2 separate regions of the Mus musculus genome follow, and region 2 is linked to region 1. The links are chromatin contacts, called in public promoter capture Hi-C maps. All regions are on one chromosome and are shown on one strand. Each heading gives the region's core, a stretch centred on a gene start, on an enhancer-like site or on the middle of the called end of the contact. The rest is flanking DNA. Distances are from core to core; before and after follow the strand shown.

Region 1 (3,575 bases), core at 551-3,050:
GGGAGAACAGTAAACCTTGAGACTGCAGAGAAGTTAGAATTCAACATCCTGATTTTAATGCTGCTACCAGCATGGGAAGCAATAAACAATTTAAACAGGCAAGCCTAATGTTCTCTTATCACTGCAAACACACACCCCCCAAATGCATTTGGGGTCTCTACTACACTGCTGGTGAAAACAGTCATCAAGATTATGTTTTCAAAATTATGTGTAAGTGGGTACCTTTTGCAAGTCAGTGAGAATTTCTTGCATAACTGAAACATGCAATTCAAGACAAAAGCTTTGCAGTACCACATCCGTTGCAGCCTGAAGCCCTCTATGCTACAGATTCCCAATAAAACGTTAGCAATTATTTTTCCACATGTAATCATTATATCATCGTAGGGGGGTGAAAAAACCTGAAATTCAGGTTCTTAAGTGGGTGTGTTCTAACAGGAATTAAAGACATTTGGAGAAATTCCAAGATTATACTCCTTTAAAGTCACTTCTTCATCCCAAAGCTACTTAGGCTAATGGCAAAGTACCACTCACTAACATTTATGAAATCAATATTCCCATTGTGTTCAACCCTCCAGCCACTTGCCATCCACACCACACCCGCCTGCTTAGAGACAGCCGTGGAGACCCAGAAGCGAGTCCTCCGCCCACCCTGGCCCACTAACGAGCCAAGGAAGTCGCCACTAGCCAGGCGCAAGGCTGTGAGACACACAACCCTGCTGAGGTGGCCTGGACACCCACCTTCTGAACTTGGGGCGGCCCTGACTCACACCCTGTCACATGGCGCGGGAGCCAGGCTGAAGAGCCACCGTTGCCAGGTGTTCAGGCTCGGCACGACCGTTTATTTGCCTTGCAAAGTGACCCGAGCGCTCCTGTGCCATTGGGGGGAAGGCCGGCAACCTCCAGGCCTCTCCTCCCTCACACGCCCACACCCGCCCTGTCACCGGTCCTCCTCACCTGAGTGGGCAGCAGGAGTTCCCCTTCTTCTGCCTGCCACAGCTCCACCACGTTCGGCAAGGGCTCAAACGCTGCACGGACACCAAAAAAACACACCGCGTTTGTAATGCACGGCAAAGAAACGCTTCCTGTTTCCTCGCCCGTCCCCTCGTGCCAACCGCCTGCCCCCAAACAAGTCTCCTTCTCCCCTCGCAGGGCAGGCCACCCGAGGGGTGAGCCGAGGATGCAAATACAATGCCCAGCCGGACCCCGGGGTCCAGAAGATGAGGGCGTGCGGGCTTGGTCAAGACCAGGGCATGAGGCCGCCGCACCAAGCACGGCGCGACCCCCAAGCCACCGGGCTGGGGGAAACAAAGCTGCAGGAAGCCGGGCGCGGCGAGGCACCCGCGCGCCACACAAAGCGGGGGATGCGCCCGGGGCGCAGGGGCCCGCGCACAAAGGCTCCGGGGCGTGCGCGGCTAGCGGTCCCTGAGCCCCACGCTGCCCGCTCCTGGCCCGGCCTAGAGTCGCCGAGGGGACGCTGCGGTCGCAGGGCTGCAGCAGCCCGTCTTCCCCAGCCGCCCGAGTCCCCTTCCTCCGCGAACCCTCACAGATTTCAACAGTTCCCTAAAAGAAAGGGGGGGCGGGGCGGCGGGGACAGCCAGCCCCGACGACGGGCTGACCTTGTCCCTGAGCCCCTCCCGGACGGCAGCAGGACAGCAGGACCTGGAAGACGCCCAGCAGAAGGTTCACGGCAGCGGCCGTGCGGCGGTAGGCGCCGGACTGCGGGCGCCGGAGCCCCGCCATGCTGGTGCTCGCCGCGCTCGCTCGCAGCGATCTTGTTCTCTTGTTTGGTGGCGCCGCGGCCGCCAGGCCGCGCCCCGGGCCCGCCCCCGCGCCCTGGCCCCGCCCCGCCTCCGGGCCCGCCCCCCGCTGTTGGGCCCGCCCCCGCAGCTGTTGGACTGCTGCTCAGCGCCGGCGCGCCGCTTGCTCCCGAGCGCGTGTGCTCCGCAGATAGAAGGGGATGGAACGCGGCGGGGAGCGGAGGGACGAAGACAATGCGAACGCTCACAGCGCGCAGCACGTGCCCGAGGGCCCCCAGAAGCTTGACTCTGGGGGCTGGGGCTCGCGGCCCACGGGGAGAGGGTGTTGTCGTGAACTTTCATGAGGTTCTCTTTGTCGATGACACCCGGGCCACGGTGGGGGCACTAACCCCCCGGGGGGAGGGGTCCTGGGAATGAATCGTAGCCCAGCGCTTGGCCTTGAACAGGATATTAGTGGAAATATTGCTGTGGTTGTCAGGAAACGCGAGTGCAGCCGCACAGCTACTGCCTGTTATGCAGCGAGGATATCCGGTGGCTGCGAGGTCTGTAATTTAGAATAAAAAGCTCTCCCAACACCCGAGAGGCTGACCTCAGCGCCGCGTGGCGGTAATGCGCTCAGCGCCCTCTGTGGAGACGGTCCAAATCCTGACAGGTGGGAGAGCTTAGGTTAGACCTTCAAGAGCCCTGCAGATGGACCTGCAGAATCAGACTGCAAAAGTGAGCCAGCCACTTGCTAAACGTAGTTGAAGTGGAGGGCACAGATCGCCTGCCAGTTAACAATATTAATAAGTAGTGTAAGTCATACTTGGAAATTTATTTTCTGCCTCTGTTTTTTTTTTTTTTAAGTTGATTTGCTGTGTGCAGCAAACGTAGCTCGTATGAAACTCAGAGACTGTGAGCTTCAGGAAGTGATGGTGTACACCTGTCTGCTTACATTGATCTTCTGTTTAATTGCTTCTGGAGCCTTCCAGTCTAGACTATGGGAAAAAATGTAGTCTCATAGCAGGTCAGATGTTGGTCAAGGACAATATGAATGATGGATGCTCTCTTCATAATACCATACTGTGAACCTAATCTCTTTGTCTGGATGTAACTCTAAATGAGGTTAAACCACCTGATTTCTTTGCCATACTTAACACTTGATAAAAGCAAATGTCCACATGGAAATGTCATTTTGCTTTGTCCAACTTGAGCAGCTCCAATTATTTCTTACTCCCCCCCCCCCCAGATTGCTTGGGTGCATCCCTGGCAAGGATGTCCTGTCCTATCCCATTGGACCCTTTTTTTCCTCTTCATTTCACTTCTCTGGGTTTCTATTTGCCCCTCGGATACTGAAATTCCCTCACTGCATTCAAGGGTCTCAGAAAATCGATGGTATGTCCCGGCTATCGCATGCAAAGCTCTTGGTTCAGGTCACAGTACCACAAAACCAACACATGTTTCAGCCCACACTAGGTGTTTCAGTTTTTACTATTTATTATGTAAATATTAAATGTTAATTTTAATGTTAATTAATTTTAAACCCATACTAAGAAAACAAGCAAATATTGACAGGTATAATTTAAAAGTCATGATGCAAAACTCCACCGATTTTTAAATTATTTTACCTTTTTACTAATAAAATCTCACATTAAAAAAGTATCACACTCTCAAAGAGAACTACTTAAAAGACTGAGGAATATTACCGTAGGCCATATTTGAGTCTGCTCTCATTTATTCTCCTACCAAAGGTTTTCCAGGGCAGACTGCTACTTCCGTGTTGGGTTCTTTACAAAGTGGGTAACTGACCGTTATTCACGAAGCCAGAAGCGTGTATCT
Region 2 (3,575 bases), core at 521-3,020, 540 kb after region 1:
GAACTAACTTGGTTCCTTCTATAGGTCCAGAAAGGAATGTAGAAATGCGGCAGTTTTGAAGTAGTGAGATTTCAGGACCAGGCTGAAATCCCTGCACTCTGCTCTGCATAACACCCGAGTAAACCATGTGTAACTTGGGGAAACAGCAGCTCCGTGAATAAACTGTTTCCTTTAGCTTCAACAAGACACTAGACCAGTACTTCTTAATCATGCTGCACATTCCACGTCTTTTAAGAATTTGATAAGAAGAATGCATTTCCCCAGAACACACACATACAAACTTTGCACATCATTTCAGGGTAGAGATAGAAAAACCCCTGATTCCTGGACTGAGACCCCAACCCAGGATTAAAGCAAGCATAATCCAAGAAAAGTAACATCTTGTCAAGCAGGAAACAAAATAGCTCAGGCAAAGCCTTTTATTCAGAAAATCATAGTGGAAATATGCTGTTTTCCTATATACTGTTAAACTTTGGAGTTAGAAGGAAGCGTTGGTCACGGTGAACAAGAAAAACAAAAACGAAAATTAAAAGCAAATAAAAATAGAACAAATACAAGAAAAGTGTACATTGCTGCAACGCTTGCTCTGAAAGAGCAGCAATGAAATACAAGCCATTCCTGCAGCCTCCAGAGAACTGACCAACCGCCATCAATCTGGTGCACCTTTCTTTAGCAATCAAGTTAATCAAATGGCAAGTGTGAACACACCTTCGCAGTTGTGAAAGCAACACGTTGATGAAAAGCCCTGCGATTTTTTCATTCGTCCTCCGCCCCCCTGATCAGATAAGAACCAAGAAAGGATAGTTCAGGAAAAAATAAAGGAGGGACGCACAGAAATCCTGAAAGGGTGACTTAAAGGATCTGCAGGAAGTGTAAAATATAAACTTTTTGAGATCAGAGGGTTCAAGAGGAAAACAAGAACAAAGCCAAGGAAGCAATAACAGGGGAGAAAGTCTAGAATCTAAGCACTTAACACACACACACACACACACACAGAGAGAGAGAGAGAGAGAGAGAGAGAGAGAGAGAGAGAGAGAGAGAGACGCTTCCTTTCCTAGACACGTAAAGAGTAGTTAACTTGGCAATAAGGAACGCACCAGAAGGCAGGGCCACAATTTCCTCCTCCAAACTCCAGCATTCCTTGGACGCCCTCAGGCTTGGGACATTTCAGGCAGGGCGCCTCCCTCGGCACCGGTGTCAGGCAATCTCTCCAAGAGATTGCTACCTCCCTTCCTCTCACAGCAGGAGAGAGGAAGCAGGACACTCAGGGAAGAGCAGGGGGAAAGGCGGCCCACTCGGACAGAGTCCAGAAAGCCCCAGACCCTGCCAACTCTTCCCACTGCCGAGCGGAGCCGCCCCAGGGGCCAGTGCTGCCCCCCTTCACTCCAGAACACACTCAGACTCAGAGGGACAGGAGGGACCAAGGGGCGGACTTGGCTGCTCCCAGGGATGGAAGTGCCCAGGAGCAAGTTTGATGAGAGTAGCCGCAGGCGACACATCCATCTGTCGGGAAGCACGCCACCCCAACCCCTTCCTTTCCGCCGCGGCTCCGCCCTCACCTGTCTGTCAGCGGGGAAGCCGGCAGCGCTCCGTCGCGGGCTCTCCCGGTCGCAGCCCTCGGGAATCACGTCGGCCAGAGGGAGAAGGGACCGGAAGCGCAACCGGGAGCTTTTCCTTCGTCTCCTCCCCCACGCCTCGGGGGCGGGGAGCAGCTACAGCTGTCACAGGCTCCGGGCAACCAACCGCCGAGGACACTTGCACCCGCGACCTCTCAACCCGGTCTCCGGCGCTTGCACCCTACCCGCGAAGCCGGAAGCGAGCAGACCGGAAGTGCGGGGTCTTAGGCCCCGGACAGCCTCTCTCTAGAAGCCAAGCCCGGGCCCCGCCACGTCTCTATGGTGCGCGCGCGTCTCCCAGGGGGCTGGGTCCTCCCGACTCCGCCCCGGGCCGCGGCCCTGTGAACTACATCCGGGAATCCGCACGGACCGTTGCCGGGGTAACCGGGTTGCAGCGTAGAGGAACAGTCCATAGTTTGCGAAGTGCAGCCCTCCAGCCAGACATCCTCTACCCTTTTCCCACACGCGTACTCCGTGTCTGGAGGGTGGAGGTGGCCGTAGCTCACCACCGCGGAGCCGAAAGTTTGTCAACCACCGGAGAGAAGAACGGGATGCGGAAGGGATGGAGCGAAGATGAGTGTACCGGCGCTGGCAGCACGGAAGCCCGGCCCTCGCTTTCTTAGGTTTCTCGCTAGCTCTCCGCGATCACCGCACTCTTACCAGTCTGTGCACCAAGACCGGCAACCGTGAACGTGCGGTGGTAGCTCTGTTTCTGTGCTTGCTCTCTGACAGTGGGCTCATAGTACTTTTCTTCGCTGCTCCTCTTTTGCCGGCAACCGAACTCTGCCTTCTTGCTCATCCCCTCTTAAGTAGATCGCTGACGCCCCGTCCACAGAAACAGTTCAACTGTCCCTTCTCCCAGAGCTCTTCTTGGTCGTTTCCTACCAGACTTTGGGGGTACCTGCGAGAATCTTCCCTATTCCCAGCGGTGTTAGATAATGAGTTTAAATATCCTTGTACTGTGTCTTCCTCAGTCTGGTTAATAGTAACACTACATACATTTACATAATGCACTACACATATTTCAAACCTAAATAACGGTATTGTCTTAGATTGCTAGCACATCAACTCAAACAAAACATCAACAAAAACAGTGCTGACATGCCCAAACATAAATCTTGTATAAAGGGCTTTTCTGTTCTGAAATTGAGCTATAAAGGGAGTGGTGGGTGGGTACCAATTCTCTCAAACTGTAATTATTCTGCAATGTATTGTGAATTTTCCTACTCAAAACCATCCTCTTGAGTTGAAACCCATTAGTCTTCTCCATTATTAGAAAGGGGCCCCTGTCTAGTGTAACTCTTGCTCTCGTTCTGTAAGAACTGAATAAGACTTGTAGCTAAGTGCAAGTGTCATCATGTACAGGGCTTCTGAAGGGTGACTTGGAAAACATGTCTTGCAATGCCCGGTTGTGTATGAATGGTGTGGACAGCTAGTACATAACAAAACTGGGTGTCTCCTTGAGGATGCCTGGTGGTGTTTCTTTAAATTTGGGGATACTTGGCTTCTTTTATTATCTATTTGTTCTTAAGTTGTATACTTTCTCTAGGAATTGCTGATAGTTTTTATGATGGTTCTGATGGACTTGGAACTAATGCTAATTTTCTTTGATAAAGATGCTATTAGTTGTCTATTTTAAGTAACTGATCGATCAGTCCAGTGAGGTTCTGGTATTCTGCATGATTATCCTTATCCATAATATTGTGGTGAGCAAGACTATGATGGGATTAATTTATTTCTCCCAAGATTTCTTTTGCCCCAAGAGAAATGCAAATGTAGGCCCACCTTTAGAAACACTGAAATCTGCTTCTGTTGGTGATGAAGAATTGCAAAATACTTCTGTACATCATTTGGACTGAAGGAAGCAGAGGCTTGTGTTCTTTGGATTTGGGGAAATTTTTCACTCGTGTGTGTGTGTGTGTGTGTGTGTGTGTGTGTGTGTTACTTGAGATCAATTTT

The links. Promoter capture Hi-C pulls out the DNA fragments that hold promoters and counts their contacts.
Region 2: a promoter capture Hi-C map of pre-B cells shows a contact between it and region 1. The contact joins the promoter of Arfip1 here to the promoter of Tmem131l in region 1. A contact is called at or near these places in 2 of 39 promoter capture datasets (hippocampal neurons and pre-B cells), 1 of 484 Hi-C or Micro-C datasets (embryonic stem cells) and 2 of 115 datasets of contacts at active chromatin or transcription factors (memory CD8 T cells and pancreatic cancer cells).

What each region holds. Positions count from the first base shown.
Region 1 is chr3:84,038,361-84,041,935 of GRCm38.p6, forward strand. It overlaps Tmem131l (transmembrane 131 like), which reads right to left and starts at 1,801. Exons shown (of 35, transcript NM_172681.4): 1 at 1,617-1,801; 2 at 955-1,025. The coding sequence starts at 1,740. It overlaps Gm30352 (a long non-coding RNA gene), which reads left to right and starts at 1,861. Exons shown (of 4, transcript XR_867387.3): 1 at 1,861-2,551; 2 at 3,488-3,575.
Region 2 is chr3:84,580,855-84,584,429 of GRCm38.p6, forward strand. Arfip1 (ADP-ribosylation factor interacting protein 1) reads right to left here and starts at 1,771. Exons shown (of 9, transcript NM_001081093.2): 1 at 1,560-1,771. Gm35410 (predicted gene, 35410) reads left to right here and starts at 1,561. Exons shown (of 1, transcript NR_164319.1): 1 at 1,561-3,575.